Linked DNA regions of Zea mays: region 2 is linked to region 1. Evidence: chromatin contacts called from public Hi-C data. All regions are on one chromosome and are shown on one strand. Each heading gives the region's core, a stretch centred on a gene start, on an enhancer-like site or on the middle of the called end of the contact. The rest is flanking DNA. Distances are from core to core; before and after follow the strand shown.

Region 1 (3,289 bases), core at 221-2,720:
ATTTCAATAGAAGTCCGCAAACTTTGAGTGGATTGGAAAGAAACTTATCGAGAAATTAATTTATCAGTCACAATATATGTTTAATGTAGATGTCAGCCTAGCAAAATTTAATTTAAACATAGCATCCTGTCATTGGATTTTAAGTCTTTTTTCTGTGCTTAACTCTTGTCTTCCAGGCATTGCTTGATGAGCGCAAAAAAAAAAAAAAACAAGAAGAAGAAAGAAGAGGAAACCAAAGTATTTTATTTAAGAGGCCACTTGCCACAATTGAAGCTTACCTCCTTGGAGACTTCTTCAGCCTCCTTTGAAGATCGAGCATAATTCACCAAGACCTGCAGTTTAAATACAGCTTTCATATTATTCTGATGATAAAACCATTTATCCACTATGCATAATGGTCCATTTAAATTGACAATCTAACAGCTTGGTCTAGCAATGGCCATTGTGGGCTTGAGGTTTGTGCAGAGTTTAAGAGAAGCATACACATTTGATAAACTTCTCTATATTTATAAGCAGATTACTTAAACTTGTAACCTTGCAGCCTGCTTTTCCAAGAGCCAATGCAGTGGCTTTTCCAATCCCCCTGGAAGCACCAGTAACAACAACCACAGGACCTTCCAACTTTGTATCACCTTTTACAATGGCTTGATCAACAGCCGTGACATGAGTTCGTACACCTGTAAATACAAATTATTACTTAGTAAAAAAAGTATTAATTAGTTTATTTGTTGATAATTGAAATGATGTAATGTTCAAACTACAGTGTTTCCTTATGAATAACTAGGCAAGGGCACCATCATACATGCTTTCTTCACACAAGTTACACTGAAAGTTGAGGGAAGCATCCATCACCAAGAGCAGGATCACTAAACCTGTTCTAATTTTCAATACACTGTTCAAAATACCGTGGAATCCTTTTAACAGTAATCGCCAGCAGCTCCCCGACGATGCAGAGCCTAACAACCCACGAAATCAAAGCAAACTACTGCTATGACTCTAGAGATGAGGTCCGCACGCCGTACCGAGGAGGGCGACGGCGCGAGAGCTGCGGTCAGGGCCGGGGCGGAGCGCGGGTGCGAAGCTGACGAGGCCGCGGCGCGCCAGCGATGTGGAGAGGCCCGCCGGGGAGGCGAGCGCGGCGGCGGCGGCTGTGGCAGCGGCCATGAAGGATCGGAGGGCGGCGATGGGCGATGGGGAGGAGTCGGGGAGGGGGAGGGGGAGCCCGCGAGGAAGCCGTTTATAGAGGATGGCGTTGGGGGTTTGGCACGTTTGGTGTGGCTGCCTGCAGTCTGCTTGCTTTGGCAGCTCCGATGGCGACGGATGGCTTCTGGCGGAACGCCACGACGGTGGATGGCAGATCAGGGAAACGGGTGAGAACGGTTGCCTACACGGCTACACGCTACAACTACAACTACAACATACACAAAGCCCTCGCCCGTTCTCCGTTCGAGAGTCCGCAACATCCGTCATCGCGGGCCCCGCCCAAGGTTCAATGAATGAATTAGCCGCCACCGCCATGGCAGGAGATGGAAAATTTATCTCCTGACAACGTTTTTACCCTTTCTATAAAGCCTCGTCCCCGTCTTCTAGCGAGTGAAGTCCACACTCCACAGTGAGCAGCAGGAATTCAGCGCACGCCCTCTCGGCTCTCGCATTCCAAGGGTCCTCGCCACGCTAGCTATCAGTTCAACGCACGCCTCCCACATTCCGGCCGGCACATTTCCTGTTGTCTCCGATGGGTGACGCCGCTACTGCCGCCGCCGCCACTCTCGGCCTGACCTGGCCCAACGCCGCCGTCGAACTGCCTCAGGTGCGCCGCCTGTTTTGTTTCTACTCCAACTACATACGATGCCTTGATTCACCAGGATCGGCCTGTCAATTCCTATATATATGCATCTAGTGGTTTGGTTCGGATTCCCGTACGTGGAAAGCGGAATCGATTCGATCATCCGCCTAGCTAGCACAAGCCATCCGCGACAGTGTTAGTGCTACCGTCGACCGCACGCCGCTCAACCCGCGCGCGCGCTGTTGTCTGTTGTCTCAGATCAGCTTTGCAGCTAAGGACAGCGAATTCTCGGACTGGGACGGCGACATACTCGCGGTCGCCGTGACGGACAAGGACGTGCAGGTGCAGCCCCACGTCTCGGGCTCCGAGTTCGAGAACGCCGTCCTGAGGAGGCTCGACGTCCAGCTCGGCGGCCTCCTGCGGGCCGCGGCGGCAGAGGAGGAGTTCGCCGGCAGGCCCGGGCAGTCGGTGGTTCTCCGCGTGCGGGGGCAGCGGTTCAAGCGGGTGGCTCTCGTCGGTTTCGCCGCCCGCGACCGCGACCGCGACGCCGGGTGCCTGCATGGCCTAGGCGAATCCGTCGCGTCAGTTGCCAGGGCTGCTCGGGCCACCAGCGCCGCCATCCTTGTCGCCGACCCCGCTGTGGTCCGACCGGAGTCCAGGCTGAATGCTGCCGCGGCAATTGCTTCTGGTACTGTAGTACCTCGTGATGCTTTGCTCGCCGGATTAATTGAATTGAATCTGAATTTGAACTGTATATTGCAGGAACTGTGCTTGGACTGTACGAGGACAACAGATACAAGTCCGAGTGGGAAAAGGTGCATCTGAAACAGGTAGACCTGATTGGGCTGGGATCTGGGCCGGAGCTGGACCAGAAACTTCGCCATGCTAACCGTCTTTCGTCAGGGGTCATGCTTGCGAGAGATCTTGTGAACTCTCCTGCCAATGTCCTTACCCCTGGTCAGTAGGTTTGCCGTATCAATTGACGGAGTGGTTCTCCTTCGTCCTTCTGTTATAAAAATCATTCGTTCCATTCCAGGTGCTCTCGCGGAGGCGGCGGCGAAGATCGCTTCGACGTACAGCGACGTGTTCACAGCCACGATACTAGATGCGGCGAAATGCAGGGAACTGAAGATGGGCTCGTACCTGGCAGTCGCAGCGGCCTCTGAGACAAACCCGCCTTACTTTATCCACCTGTGTTACAAACCCCGCGGTGGTGACGTCAGGAGGAAGCTGGCTCTTGTTGGGAAAGGCATAACATTTGACAGGTTCGTATACTTTCAACACCGAATACTTGATTTTTGGATGCTCGATTCACCTCTGTCGTCTCCAGCGGCGGCTACAACATCAAGGCCGTACCGGTCGCCACCATCGAGCTCATGAAAAAGGACATGGGAGGCGCGGCGGCGGTGTTTGGTGCAGCAGAGGTTTTGGGACAGATCAAGCCGCCTGGAGTCGAGGTACTTGGGGGATTCAGTTACTAGTTAGTACGAGTACCAATCAATG
Region 2 (3,137 bases), core at 198-2,697, 280 kb after region 1:
GGGGACCAAGGATGAGGAGATACAAAGGCTTCTTTGGTGTGTTCAACATCTCATTAGGGTTTGCTCTAACTCGATTCATGTTCCCAAGGGTGAATATCATGCTCACAACAACGACACAACTCTTGGAAAAAACAACTACATCGATAACTAGGAGTGACACTACTCTTGGAGTAGTACCTTACAAAGATGATACTCCTTGTTCTCTTTTATCTTTCTTACTGGGAGTGATATTTAACTTGCTACAGAGACATCCTTACTAATAGAGTGTGCCTCCAACTACGTGGAGGAGCTAGTGCTCCAATCTCTTACCTTTATAGCGGTTCCTATACTCAAATTCAAAATATAAAAGAATTGAAACTGTTCTTTTGGAATCGTCACTACACATCTTTGTAAATGGGGGCTCCACAAAATCGTAGCACATCCTCATACTTTTATCACTAGCTTTTGAACTCAAATTTTATTATCAGTACTCTAACGATATGGTCATTATCATCAAAACCCATATTAGAGCTTGATTGCACTTACACCTTTACCCTATACATTCGATTCCATCTCCTTCAGTGGAGATGCTACACAAGCATCAACCTCCATCAAGCCACGTGCAATGAACAAGTCTTCCATGGCTTGATAATCACATAAAAACAATATACTCACTCTACTATATTATAAACTAATCTCTATGTATCTCAACATAAACGCTCATTAATCTACCTAGATTGTCACTCAATTAAAAAACAGAACGGGATTCTTTTAAAAATTGACAAAAAAAAGTTATATAGATTGATACAATGCACATGTTGCGAGGTTAAGACATATGGCTACTACTAACAAAAGTTTTACATCTCTAAATTTATATGGCTTTCTTCAAATTCTATTATAAATTATTTCAAATTTCTAATAGATCCAATAGAGAAGATTTTTCCCACTTATAACCTATAGCGTATGCTTTTTTCGTTCAGAATTCAACGTCCCAGATTTTTTTTAAGAAATATTGGAATTCTGGTTTTTTTTATTGAGAATCCAAACACAAGCGAAAACAACACGGGCGGTTAACATCCTGAGGGTTGATTTGGTGTCCAGAGATCACGAATAGATCTATAGAAAAAAAATCTTCTTTTTATTTAAAATTGAATGACAACGATTTCTCTGTATGGATCTTTCCGTGAAAGCTGATCATCAAATCGGCTCTGAGAAAAAAACCCAACCTTATCCTTTTGTAGGTTCGCTTATCACCGATATTTCCAAGGAAAAATAGCAAGCAAGAGAGAAGCTGGCTTCCGAGATGCCGGTCTACATCATTATCCTGAGCGCGTATTCCTTGGGCCCTTCCCGTCTCTCGTGTCTCACTCGAACTTTCCACCGCCGGACGCCGGTACGTGAACGCCTGCAAGACGCAGAATTTTTCTCTGTCTGTATAAATAAAGTGTAATAACTCGTCAAGGTTTTTTTTTTTACTTTCTGCTAGCGTGCTCCACGTTGCTGTACAAAAACTGATGCCGAATAGCAGGGGGGAAAATGGACAGAAAGCCAGCCGGTAAAAATAGCTTCAGGCAACAGGAGAAGCAGGTGAGCCCAAATCCGTGCCTGCTCTCTTGTTTACTTGCTGTTTTTTTTCTTCTTCTATGGATCTAAACGTTGCTTCCGCTGCAAAACTTGCGCCTGCATTCCTGGCTCTTGCTATGGTGTTTCATAATTTTTTACTAGAGAAAAAAAATGAGAGGTTGGACTGGAATGACCTGGTCCTGGCTGGGCCTTTTGTCCTTCATTCACATTCCCAAACTGCTCCATCACTTTATACCGCCGTCTCATCTCGTGCTCGTGGTGTCCGTGTTCCTCCTCTTGGCGGGGCCGGCCAGAAAAGCTTGCTGGACGGTTGGCTCCGGAAACCGGATGCGTCTCAGGTCAGGCGCCTGATTTTTACTTGGGTTCCCATGGTTCGTTTCCACAGCGCAAACCACCTCCCAGCTTTTAGTCAGTATAGTCTGCTGGAGCCCATGGAGGTGCAGCTGGCGACGGAGCAACCGGGGGACCCGTTCCTGCCGCTGCGGTGGGAGAGCACGGGCGACCAGTGGTGGTACGCCACGCCCATCGACTGGGCGGCGGCCAACGGCCACTACGACCTCGTCCGGGAGCTCCTGCGCCTGGACCCCAACCTCCTCGTCAAGCTCACCTCGCTCCGCCGCATCCGCCGCCTCGAGTCCGTCTGGGACGACGACGCGCGCCTCGACGCCGCCGCCAGGAACCGCGCCGCCGTCGCCCGCCGCCTGCTGCTCGACTGCGAGCCCGATAACGACAAGCAGCCCCCATCCCGCGGAGGCGGAGGCGACGCCGCCAACCGCCTCCTCCGCGCCGGCTACGGCGGATGGCTCCTCTACACGGCGGCCGCGGCCGGGGACGAGAGGTTCGCGCGGGAGCTGCTCGCGGCGCAGCCGCTGCTCGTCTTCGGCGAGGGGGAGTACGGCGTCACCGACATCCTGTACGCCGGCGCGAGGAGCGGACGCCCCGAGGTGTTCCGCCTCCTGTTCGACGCGGTGCTGTCCGCGGCGCCGGCGTGCCCGGTCGGGGGTGACGACGGCGAGTTTAGGCGCGAGATGATGAACCGCGCCGTGCACGCCGCGGCGAGGGGAGGCAGCCTTGCCGTGCTCAGGGACCTCCTGCGCGGCTGCTCCGACGCCGCGGCATACAGGGACGCGCAGGGATCAACGATCTTGCACGCCGCGGCTGCAAAGGGCCAAGTTGAGGTATGTCTTGCAGTTTTTTTCCTTGTCAGCTTTATTCTTTCAAGATGGATGGACGTCGTCATCCGCAGCACCATGCAATGTATGTCCCGTCTGTTTAACATTTTCAGTGCTTGATTTGAAATTATCCGTACGGTTTGATCTATATAGACTAGTAATTCTGTACAAACATATGTTGCCTTTCACTTGCTTCTACTTGCAATATGACTGAACATTTTAGCCAGGTTGTCAGCTTGTTAGAAAAGTTCTATTTTGCATAGTTTAATTGAGTGAACAAAACATGTTGAGCATTAAAGTTGATTCAAGCCAATACTGCTTCTCTGATCTATAATCTAAGAATTGTTCATCCCTGTTTTGTTTGACTTTATTCCCACTTTGGCCCTTAGAGTTGATTCGGTG

What was found. Hi-C and Micro-C count contacts between places; a contact is called where the count stands out from the background.
Region 2: a Hi-C map of endosperm shows a contact between it and region 1, with 4 times the contacts expected there. The contact joins the promoter of LOC103627192 here to the promoter of LOC103627183 in region 1. A contact is called at or near these places in 5 of 25 Hi-C or Micro-C datasets (bundle sheath, endosperm, leaf and 1 more).

Annotation. Positions count from the first base shown.
Region 1 is chr5:166,389,334-166,392,622 of Zm-B73-REFERENCE-NAM-5.0, forward strand. LOC103627183 (leucine aminopeptidase 2, chloroplastic) reads left to right here and starts at 1,471. Exons shown (of 10, transcript XM_020538538.1): 1 at 1,471-1,810; 2 at 2,045-2,474; 3 at 2,549-2,743; 4 at 2,823-3,051; 5 at 3,117-3,243. The coding sequence starts at 1,736. LOC100274506 reads right to left here and starts at 1,209. Exons shown (of 11, transcript NM_001360603.1): 1 at 1,023-1,209; 2 at 535-677; 3 at 279-332. The coding sequence starts at 1,164.
Region 2 is chr5:166,673,814-166,676,950 of Zm-B73-REFERENCE-NAM-5.0, forward strand. LOC103627192 (ankyrin repeat domain-containing protein 50) reads left to right here and starts at 1,448. Exons shown (of 5, transcript XM_020538542.2): 1 at 1,448-2,741. The coding sequence starts at 1,623. It also overlaps the pseudogene LOC103627190.